Regions from separate parts of the Arabidopsis thaliana genome. Here region 1 is linked to region 2. A link is a contact called in public HiChIP or PLAC-seq data. All regions are on one chromosome and are shown on one strand. Each heading gives the region's core, a stretch centred on a gene start, on an enhancer-like site or on the middle of the called end of the contact. The rest is flanking DNA. Distances are from core to core; before and after follow the strand shown.

Region 1 (4,769 bases), core at 1,662-4,161, 43 kb after region 2:
ATACTCTAATAATAGTTATAGATCCAATTTTTGTATAATTTTATCATTGGTCCTTTCTAGAATTGTAGGATAATTTTGGCATTTTATATAGTACTGCCACTAAAAACTATATAAAGTTGAAAATTAATAATATACCCTAAATTATATTATACATGTTTGTAAATTAATAAAATAGTTAACGACATATCCTAAATTCTAAACTCTACCATGGGTGATGGGTCCTAACTCCTAAAGATCAAAATATATTCACTAAAATATATGTTAACTAAGCTAATAAAATTTTCTATCCGAATTACTTGTTATGTTTTGTACTTACCGAATTTTCGAGGGTCACGAATGACCTCATAAACTGGGTTATAGACGTCGAGGTAAAAGATTTTGGATCCAAGATGGGCCAAACCCACTTGCATGAGGGCCAATTGTTTTTGTAAGAGGAAATTGTAGTTTGTGGCCACAGTGGAGAAACGGTCAATGCAACGACGGTTGGTCAATGCTTCGCCGGAGAATAATGTTATAACAATCGGCAAACACCCAATCGGTGGTAAACCTGCCACTGTTATCTTTCTTGCTCCTTCTTTCCACAAACCCTAAACCATTAATAACCATATGATAAGTATTTTCATAAAAGAAATTAAACCAGTCTAATCCAAACCGAACCAATATGGACCATTTTGAAATAAACCAGTCTATAAAATCCGATTTCAACAATTCGAATGAGATCAAAGCCAAAGTCAAACGTTTAAACTTTAAACAAATTAACATTTTAAGTGTACCAAAGTTTAGTTTAATTTGTACCAAACGTTTGAACAAATTAACGTGTATATGGAAAAAAGAGAGAACAAATTAAACTTTGGTACACGTTAATTATAAGTGGGATACTATTATATTTCCCTACACTTTTATATTTTGTTTGATAAAGCTACGATAAGTTTTAAAAAATCACAAAAGATCACTGATTTAAGATGTAAGAAATAAAAACCATAAAATTCTAGGATACTAGAATAATCTTTATAAACTTTATGTAAGCCTAATTAATGTTTGTGGTATTTTTGGAACTTTATCAACATTGTGGTATCTTTGGAACCAAAAGATTAGGTTAGGTTATAATTTTGTGTTTAAGAAAAAAAAAGAATATCTACATATCCTAATTGACTACACCAAAATCTACATAGCATAAACATCCATAATTAAAAACGGATTAGGTATATGGAAAATCAGGAAATAAGAATTTTCACCTGGATAAATTGCTTGAGATTGGAAATAACGAATTGTTGATAAGCTTCGATAGTAAAAGTCTTCCTTCGTATGGGAATTGTGAAATAATTAATGACGAAATCGTTGGTTCCTGCACTTACACAAAACATAGCTTCTTCTATGTGTTTTTCCATTTCTTGTTTTCCCATTTTACCCTCCAATTTTCTCTTGTATTCTCTGAAATACTCTAGCTGAGTCGGAATGTCTATCACGTTCTGTACCATCCCCAGTGAAAGCGACAACACACCCAACAACATAATTAATTAAATTTATTCCACAAAGTATACGAATAAATTGTGTTTAGTTATTTGCAATAAATGTTCTAAAATTAGCATATTTTTTCTTTCTTAATAATTGGATAATTTGAACATGTGCGCTTTTTTTAAGAGACTAGAGTTAATTACCTAGTAGCGACTAATCTATCAACTGCAACAAATAAAATACTTTATCTGTTTTCACTCGTCAACGACTGAACGACATTCAAGTAGTAGTGATTAATTAAGTTTTTGTCTTTTGTCATTATATTTAATTTCTTCAATTATTAGTTGATTTAGACATCACATTCTAGAACCTAACCATAAATAAACATGAGGTTTTATTATGCCTTTTGGATTTAAAAATATAATATTTCAATTATTTTTTGAAATATTATGAGCCAGAAAATTAAATGATTGGTTTATTCATAACTTCATACGTCTATATATTATCCTGGAATATTGAAAAATGTAATCTTGCCGGTAAAAGAAAGAAGTATGTACTCCATAATTTGTTTTAAAATGTTGATAATTCGCGTACACCAATTATCCTCAATTTGTTGTCCTTAAGAACGTAACTTAGACCAGTTGGCAAATGAATTTAGTAATAATCATTTCAAAAAGTTTCAATCAAACCAATTATGAAACAATCATAATATTTGAGCATAAATATTTGGAAGTCCCATTAGCAGTAATATAGTTATAGTAATAATAAAATAACGATCCAGATGCATAGATATAGTTTTTTCTACGTTCTTGTTTATGCAAAAATTTAAAAACAGAGAAAAGAGATTGAGATCGGACACTAACAGTTATGGTTGGAGTGAGAGGATCATATCCAGAGCCAGCTGAAGCAAAGCTAACTCCACTTATTAACTCATTTATTCCAAGATTTGGGTCCAAATACGGTGGCACATTCTCCTTCACACCAATGTATGAAGCTGTACATAAATATATATATGATGTTTAGGTTATTAGGTTCAATATATATAGTGAATATATTTCAGTTGTATATATGAACACTAACCGATAAAATCTGTGACGAGTCGACCGTTGCAAAATCTACCGGTCGGAGTTTTGTTTCTGAAATCGAGTCCATAGGGCGGAAAATTACACTTGAATACTGTGTCAATGTAGTTGTTATTGCCCGGATCCACTGTTGAATCTCCGAACACGAGAATAGCTGAAACTGAATGTTTTCTTTTAGGTTCAGACTTTGCGGGTTCGAGTTTTGATGTTGAGGATGAGAAGGAGATGAAGAACAGGAATAGGAAGAGGATGAAGGAAACATATGAAGAAAAATGTCTGTGATGACTTCTCATTGTTGTGAAAGTTTGGAGTGGAGACAAATGAGTAGTCTGGTTGGTACCTTCAAGTGTATTAGCACATTATATACTAAGATATACAGTCATAATTAATAGGGGTTGTCTATTTCAGTTTAATTGATCGAACTCAATCAAAAGTTCATTAAAAAAAGCTGAAGTAATAGTGATTAAAAAAAACTCGACAAAGAAAATGGAATTAGATTTTTTATGCTAGAAAGAATTAGTGCTTTCCAAATTGAACCGATTAAAAACATTAACGTTAGTATTATTTAAGAAAGAATGAAACAGGATAGCTTTTTAATTTATTAGATTTTATTAATAGATAAAAAAACATAACTTCCGTCATATTAAAAAAAAAATGATGTCTAACGACAATCATGAAATGTACAAATTAATTTGTTTCAGAAAAATTTAAATCCAAAACTAATGCATCTGAACCCAAAATTATATATGCAAACACACAAAATATGTTCTATACTTACATATTTCAAAGGTGGAAAAACGAATTCAATAATCGAAGCTCAACATGAACTAGTCACATTTTTAATAAATATGATACACAAAGTACATAGTACAAATGTATAATTTAATTTTGGAAGATGTAGGCTCCCATTGGTGATATAAAGTTGTACAAATGTTTTAGCTTTTATTGGTAATTTTTAACCAAATAGTACAAAGTTGTATAAAACAATGGTACATGAAAGCTGTAAAAAAATATTGAGGATAACGTTTTTAATAATAAAAAAATTGATATCGTTTTTGTAATTTGGTTAATGTCAAAACCGTACATTCCTTATTAAAACTCTACGAAGTTACCATTCAAATCCGTAGTATTCTCTTTTATTGAACCGAGATTTTCACGAAACAAACACTAATTAATCTGCAGGAAACATTAACTTCCATCTCAAATTATTTAGGTAATGCTTTAAATGTTGTGATGCTGTATATTGTGGGTATTCATTAAATTTATGACTACATATATCTTTTTTTTTTTGTTTAAATAATTTATTTCGAGCTAACTATATATTAACGCTACTACATGACTTTATACCTAAAAATGGATCAAGTGATTTGATTATTTCATCAAGGAATCAGGCAAACAATCTTTTACAGGTATTAGGTACACATTTAATAGTGACATGGATAGCTCATAACTAGTATACGTACGGTGTTAAGATACATCTTATTTTTTCTTGTGACGCAAAATAAAACCTTTGAATAGTTAGATTCCTTGTTCGTTCGACTTTTTTTCTTTTTCTTTCATTAACATACATATAACTAAAACTATACATAATAATCATTTCACTCTACATATAATGCGGATAAACTACTTAGTTTATTTTATTATATAGCATTTTTTTTGTCAACCTGTTTTATTCGATTATACAATGGAACCAGTAATAGGGATAAAAAAAGATTTGTTGAGAGATCAAGCTAGAGTCTCGTCACTCTGATCTTATAATCAGCTAGCTCAGTGAATGGTTCAACTCTAATTTTCCTTTTGTTAATCTGATCTATCAAGGAGAAGTCGATGATTGCTCTTACAAGTTACATCTCAAGATGAGATACTTGAGGCTTATTGGGCTCTTCTTCTTTGGATACTTCTAGGTTCAAGTTGAGGCTTTTAGTGGGCTTATTTTGATAAGTTTTTATCTATTATCGACCTGAATTAGCAAACTAGTCAGTTTTCAGAACATATTTAGAAAATTAGTCATTTTACTAGTCACAATTTATAAAAAAGTCACTTTTCACTGTTTGATTTGTACATTTAGATTTGTACAATACTTTTAGTATACATATGTATATAGATATACACAGCGTACACTTACATCTGTATACTAAAAGTGTTGTACAAATTTAAATGTACAAATCAAACAGTGAAAAGTGACTACTTTGCAAATTGTGAATAGTAAAATAACTAGTTTTCTAAATATGT
Region 2 (5,152 bases), core at 2,533-5,032:
GAAAGAGAGAGGAGGAGAGAGAATCGTTCTTGTTCATGGTTATGTAGCTTCAGAGGATAAGATCTCAAGCTCTGCCCACCAAAGAGGAGAGAGTCTTGGTGTTGCTTGTTCTTGAGATATGTTTATTACTTCTTTCAATTGTTGAACCACATATTTCATTTTTGGTCTTTGGCTTTCGTCAAGTTTCAGACAATGTCGTGCCACGTCACATATAGCTTCAAGTTCTTCTTCTTTATACGTTGTTAGTGTAGGATCAATCATATCTCTCAAATTATCATTCTCCAGATACTTTGACGCCTATTACAAATCCACAAAATGTATTACGTTAGTAATATAAGTTTAAGAAATATTGTGATTTGGTTTTGATTTTTGAGTTTTTTTTTACCCATTTTAGAATTGATCCTTCTTCTTCTGAATCTGAGAGCTTTCCAGAGATTATCTCAAGCATTAATACTCCAAAGCTATAGACATTAGTCTCTGGTTCAGGAGGTAATGGCAATAAAGATTGGTCTAAATCACCACTCATCGGTTTTCTCGGTTTACTCCCGGTTTGTCCGCTGAAAGGAACCTCTCCGACCTGCAAAACGAAGCATTATTTTACCACTAGGTCTTGTATTAAGAATCAAGAACACCAGTTTCTTGTTAAGCAAGAAAGAAATAACTACTAAAACAGTTTTCTTGTTAAGCAAGAAAGTAAGAACCTTTGCTGCGTAATCATCGGTTAAGTATATTGCTGATGAGACAAGTTTAGTGTGTGAGATTGGAGGATTGAGCTCGTGCATATATTGCAGACAATAAGCAGTTCCCATTATTATCCTCGTCCTCGCGTTCCAATCAAGATGCTCCATTTCCTTATCTGAACAAGAAGATATAGATTGGTTGGTGATAATCGTAATAAGCCTAACAAGATCTTGATGTAGAGGCATACTTATGTATATTACTAACCATGCAAATGTTCGAAAAGAGTTCCATTTGGAGCATATTCGAAAACCATCATCCTATTAAACGGTTCATCTTCTTCGCAATAACCAATCAGATTAATAAAGTTCTTATGGTTGACTCTTGACATTGTATCAATCTGCAAATATAAGCTCTCAAAACATGAGTCAAGTTTTGCGGTAAAAATGGTCGAAGAAAAACTGTTTATTTTAATTACCCTTCTGCGGTAAGTCATTTCCATAGCTCTTGTCCATTCCCTAGTTTCCAAAATGGCGGTTGAAGCAACCGCAATCTCAACGCCACTGGACAAAGTTCCTTTATAGACAGTGTAACCATCAAATGCTTCAATGATATTACTGAAATCTTCACAGGCTGTTTCTAGTTCAGACCGGTTTAGCTTAGGTACACCTGAAAACATTTCTCACATTAATGTTAAACCGAAAAGCAGAGCAAAAATCAGTTTGTTTTAACAAATATTTTTACCAGTAACAAAAGCTTTCTGCAATTGTCCACTCAAACCAGTCTTCCATGGACCTATACTCTTCACAGCTCTTTTCCGGAAGAAGAATATAACCGCTACTATTATCAGCATCGCTACGAAAGCAGCAACACCGATCACAACATACAACCAAACGTCCTTAAACCCTTTCGATTTTTCTTCGAATTTCCTCGGTGGATCACTAGCGATGGTGTTGTTGGTAGGTAGAGGAGGAGGAGAAGAAGGAGGGATCAATGGAGGTATTCTCTTCTTTGCATTAGTTAATGCTGGAAACGACCCGCTGCTTCGAGGAAACACTATAGTTATAATCTCAGGAGAAGGACTGGGCGTATCAGGCGCAGGCATAGCCGCTAAATTGCTTGTTTCCTCGAGTAACTCACGTCTTTTGAAGATACTAGTTTCGTTCTCACCTGCATAAAAAACAAAGGTATAAGATTGACAGTTATGAGTTTTGTGTGTTTCCAATTGCAGAGCTTGGAGTAGTAATCTTTTAGCCTTACTTGGGTGATAATTCACTACATAATTCTTCCCATGAGATTCTCTTCGCACCCTGTAGATACATAAAACATAGAAAATCAGTAACACATGAGGATTAAAACATACAAATCAGACCAAAAGTATTGAGAGATAAAAGAAAATGCTTTCATGTAATGTCTTGAAGTTGCTCTAATCCGCAATACGAATGCCTTTGCCTTGTTTCTTGTTATTAAACTTCTCCTTGAAACACTGTAAAAAAAATTCAAATTAAAAACAAGTTAACTCAAAGAAAAGTTTTCTCCATCCAAGGACTAAAACTTTTATTACCAGTATCCAAGTTTTCTATTGACACAGTCGAGGACATCAGCGGAAACCGAAGATAGCTCTCGATTCTTGTTCATCTGGACTTTATACAGCGATTGAAGTCTCAGGAACTTTACGGTCATAAAACCCGCAAATTTGTTACCAGAAAGCAACCTGGATCCACCAAAAAACAGAACAGTTTGTATCAACACATTGTTTTGGATTAAATCAAAAGCACTACTACAAGCCTTTAAAACTCACAAGTTTTCTGGTGTCAACACTTTATTTAGCTCGGGTGGAACTACTCCGTTTAAGTTATTATCTCGCAAATCCAAGAACTCTAATTTCGCGAAACTCGCAAATTCGTTTGGAATGTCACCAGAGAGTTTGTTCTTGGATAGTATTCTACAAGAAAATAAACAAGAATTGGTTTTAGTTTTTCTTATTCTTTCAAGAAACAGAGCAAAAATTTTAGTTGAAACAAACTTACAGAGATCTTAATTCACTCAATTGACTAAGCTCCGGAGCTAAAGTTCCTCCCAAAGAACAACCACTAAGATTCCTACAAAACAAAACCAATACACTCATTAGGTCTTGCAACAAGAATCACAAAGACAACAAAAGAAAACATTACTTACAGCATCTGCACTTTATTGTCGACACACGTAACACCAAACCAAGAACAGAAATGATCATGATCAGAAACATTCCAATTTGCAAGAGTTCCATGAGGATCAGAATCAACTCTTGCCCGGAATTTCAACAATACAAATCCTACAAACATTCAATAATACGTAATTCAAAAACCCTTTAAACAAAAACATTCAAAAGAACACAATGATAGAGATTTCAAAGTTGTTCACCTTCGGATTCGAGGGACAACGAAGAACGAGATTGAAGAGTAATGATCAAGAACATGAAGCAAGAGAATTGGAACCCAATTGGATTCCATCGACAACCCATTTTAGGTATACACCAATGCTATACAAAATCGCCAGATTTTTTCCTAAATGAACGAATATAAAAATACAAACTTCACAGAATCCTTGGTAGGAGAAGAACGACGAGGTTGATGATTGAACATTCAGGGTCTCTCATTGTTTCCAGTTTTGCAAACTCATAAAACCCTAAAAACAATGTTCATGTCCTAATGAGTCAACAACTCGTACGTTAATTCTCTTCTTCTTGTTAATCCTGGAAAAAAACAAATGCCAACAAGAAACAAACAAACATATATCAAAACTTTAACAACAAATGTATACCAATAATAATTAAACCAAAAAAATAAAGAATAAGAATAACCCTCTTGAAGAAGCAATATGAAGAAAACATGGAACCCACCAAACAAAAAAAAACATTTGTTTTCTCTTGATAAATGAAGAACATTGCAAAATAATTACCTCAAAGAAGAAACTTCTTCACCAAGAATTGGGTATAGGGTTTGAGAAATGAAAAATTAAATATAAAAAAAATCCCCAGAAAATAGAAAATGATTATAAAAAAACTTTTAAAAAGATAGAATTTCTGTTTAAAAACAAATATTGGATTGATATTTTCTGATTTCTTGTAGAACTTGCCCTTATTTTTACAGGATGATGATGATGAAGATGATGATCTCAGAGTTTTCTCTCTTCGACCATCTTTGGTCTCTCCAGGGCCAAAGGGTGGTGGGTTCTCTCTCCTTCCTCTCTCCTTCCTCTCTCTTTCCTTTTTCTTCCTCTTCTCTCTCTCTTTCTCTTGTCGAATCTTTTTTTCCTATTTTTTAATTCTTTTTTAACAATTTTTCCCCCACAAAACTGTCTCTGTTTTTTTATTTTTTTAAAAAAATATCCTATCAATGAGTAAGACCCTATTAACTTCCTTTAGATTTTCCATAATTATAGAAATGTTTGTATTCGCATAAATTAAACTATTAAAAAAACTAAGAAAATAAACAAGAAATTAGTTCATTATTTCGTCTTTTATTCCTTCCGTTGTTAAATAACGTGAACATATATATGGCGCGAAAGATTAGTAAAAAATTAATTAAGATATTTAACATTAATTCTAAATTAGAGTTGACTTGGAGCTGCGATGCCAATATACGACCGTTAAATATTACTTAGTGTGATGATCAACGGTGCTGTTTAGTGACGTGGCGAATATAATAAGGGAGGGAGGTTACATGAGATTATTATTAGTTTTCGAGTCATGTGCTCTATACAGTAGTAGTACATGTCACCCACTACTTTATATTTTAATCAATTTTTAATTGTGTAGTCAACCTTAATTAGTTTTTCCATATAATTATTGATTTGTTTATGAATTTTTTTTTTTTTTCTATATTGGTGTTATTAGTTGATGCTTCATCTAATATATGATTTAGACTTCTTTTTTTTTATAAATGAAAATTGTGGGCATTTGTTGGGCTTATTTAAAAAATATGATTTGATGTACTCTTAGTTGGGCTTTAATCTAAATAGAAGCCTAAATCATTCATAATTCATATCAGATTAGGTGAATACCCACATTATCTGTGGGTTTTTGTTTTGAAATTTGCTATATAAAAAATATTTTTATGGTTTTTGTTGTAATTTATGTGTGTTATTATGTAAATAATAAAGTCATATTCATTTTATATAGTTATGGTTTTTATAATTAGATTCATCTTTAACTCGAAATATCAATTATATGTTTTTTAAATATAATTATTTATATACCTAAGATCCTAGTATTTTTAATTATCATGAATTCATACAATAACTATATATGATGCATTGATACAATCGTATTTACTTATAATGTGGTTTGAAACTTGTCTAACTTGATTTTAAACAAACAATTTTTTTTATGTATTTTCTCTCCTCATCTACTATTTCAACTACATTATGATAGTAATTTAAGTACTCATTTTAAATCTTTCTTCTTCCATATAGTCATATAAGAGAGAGTTTT

Evidence for each region. HiChIP or PLAC-seq counts read pairs in DNA pulled down with a chosen protein or histone mark.
Region 1: a contact with region 2 is called in an H3K9ac HiChIP or PLAC-seq map of seedling, with 2.1 times the contacts expected there. The contact joins the promoter of AT5G45960 here to the promoter of AT5G45840 in region 2. A contact is called at or near these places in 11 of 26 Hi-C or Micro-C datasets (flower, leaf, root and 3 more), 2 of 2 datasets of contacts at active chromatin or transcription factors (seedling and shoot) and 2 of 3 other capture datasets (root and seedling).

Annotation. Positions count from the first base shown.
Region 1 is chr5:18,637,490-18,642,258 of TAIR10.1, forward strand. It overlaps AT5G45960 (GDSL-like Lipase/Acylhydrolase superfamily protein), which reads right to left and starts at 2,912. Exons shown (of 5, transcript NM_123964.4): 1 at 2,536-2,912; 2 at 2,319-2,449; 3 at 1,236-1,469; 4 at 317-587. The coding sequence starts at 2,830.
Region 2 is chr5:18,594,041-18,599,192 of TAIR10.1, forward strand. It overlaps AT5G45840 (Leucine-rich repeat protein kinase family protein), which reads right to left and starts at 3,783. Exons shown (of 14, transcript NM_001344646.1): 1 at 3,619-3,783; 2 at 3,082-3,412; 3 at 2,857-2,992; 4 at 2,709-2,780; 5 at 2,480-2,623; 6 at 2,243-2,392; 7 at 2,051-2,164; 8 at 1,939-1,988; 9 at 1,423-1,848; 10 at 1,157-1,347; 11 at 946-1,078; 12 at 702-856; 13 at 386-577; 14 at 1-297. The coding sequence starts at 3,181. The coding sequence ends at 40.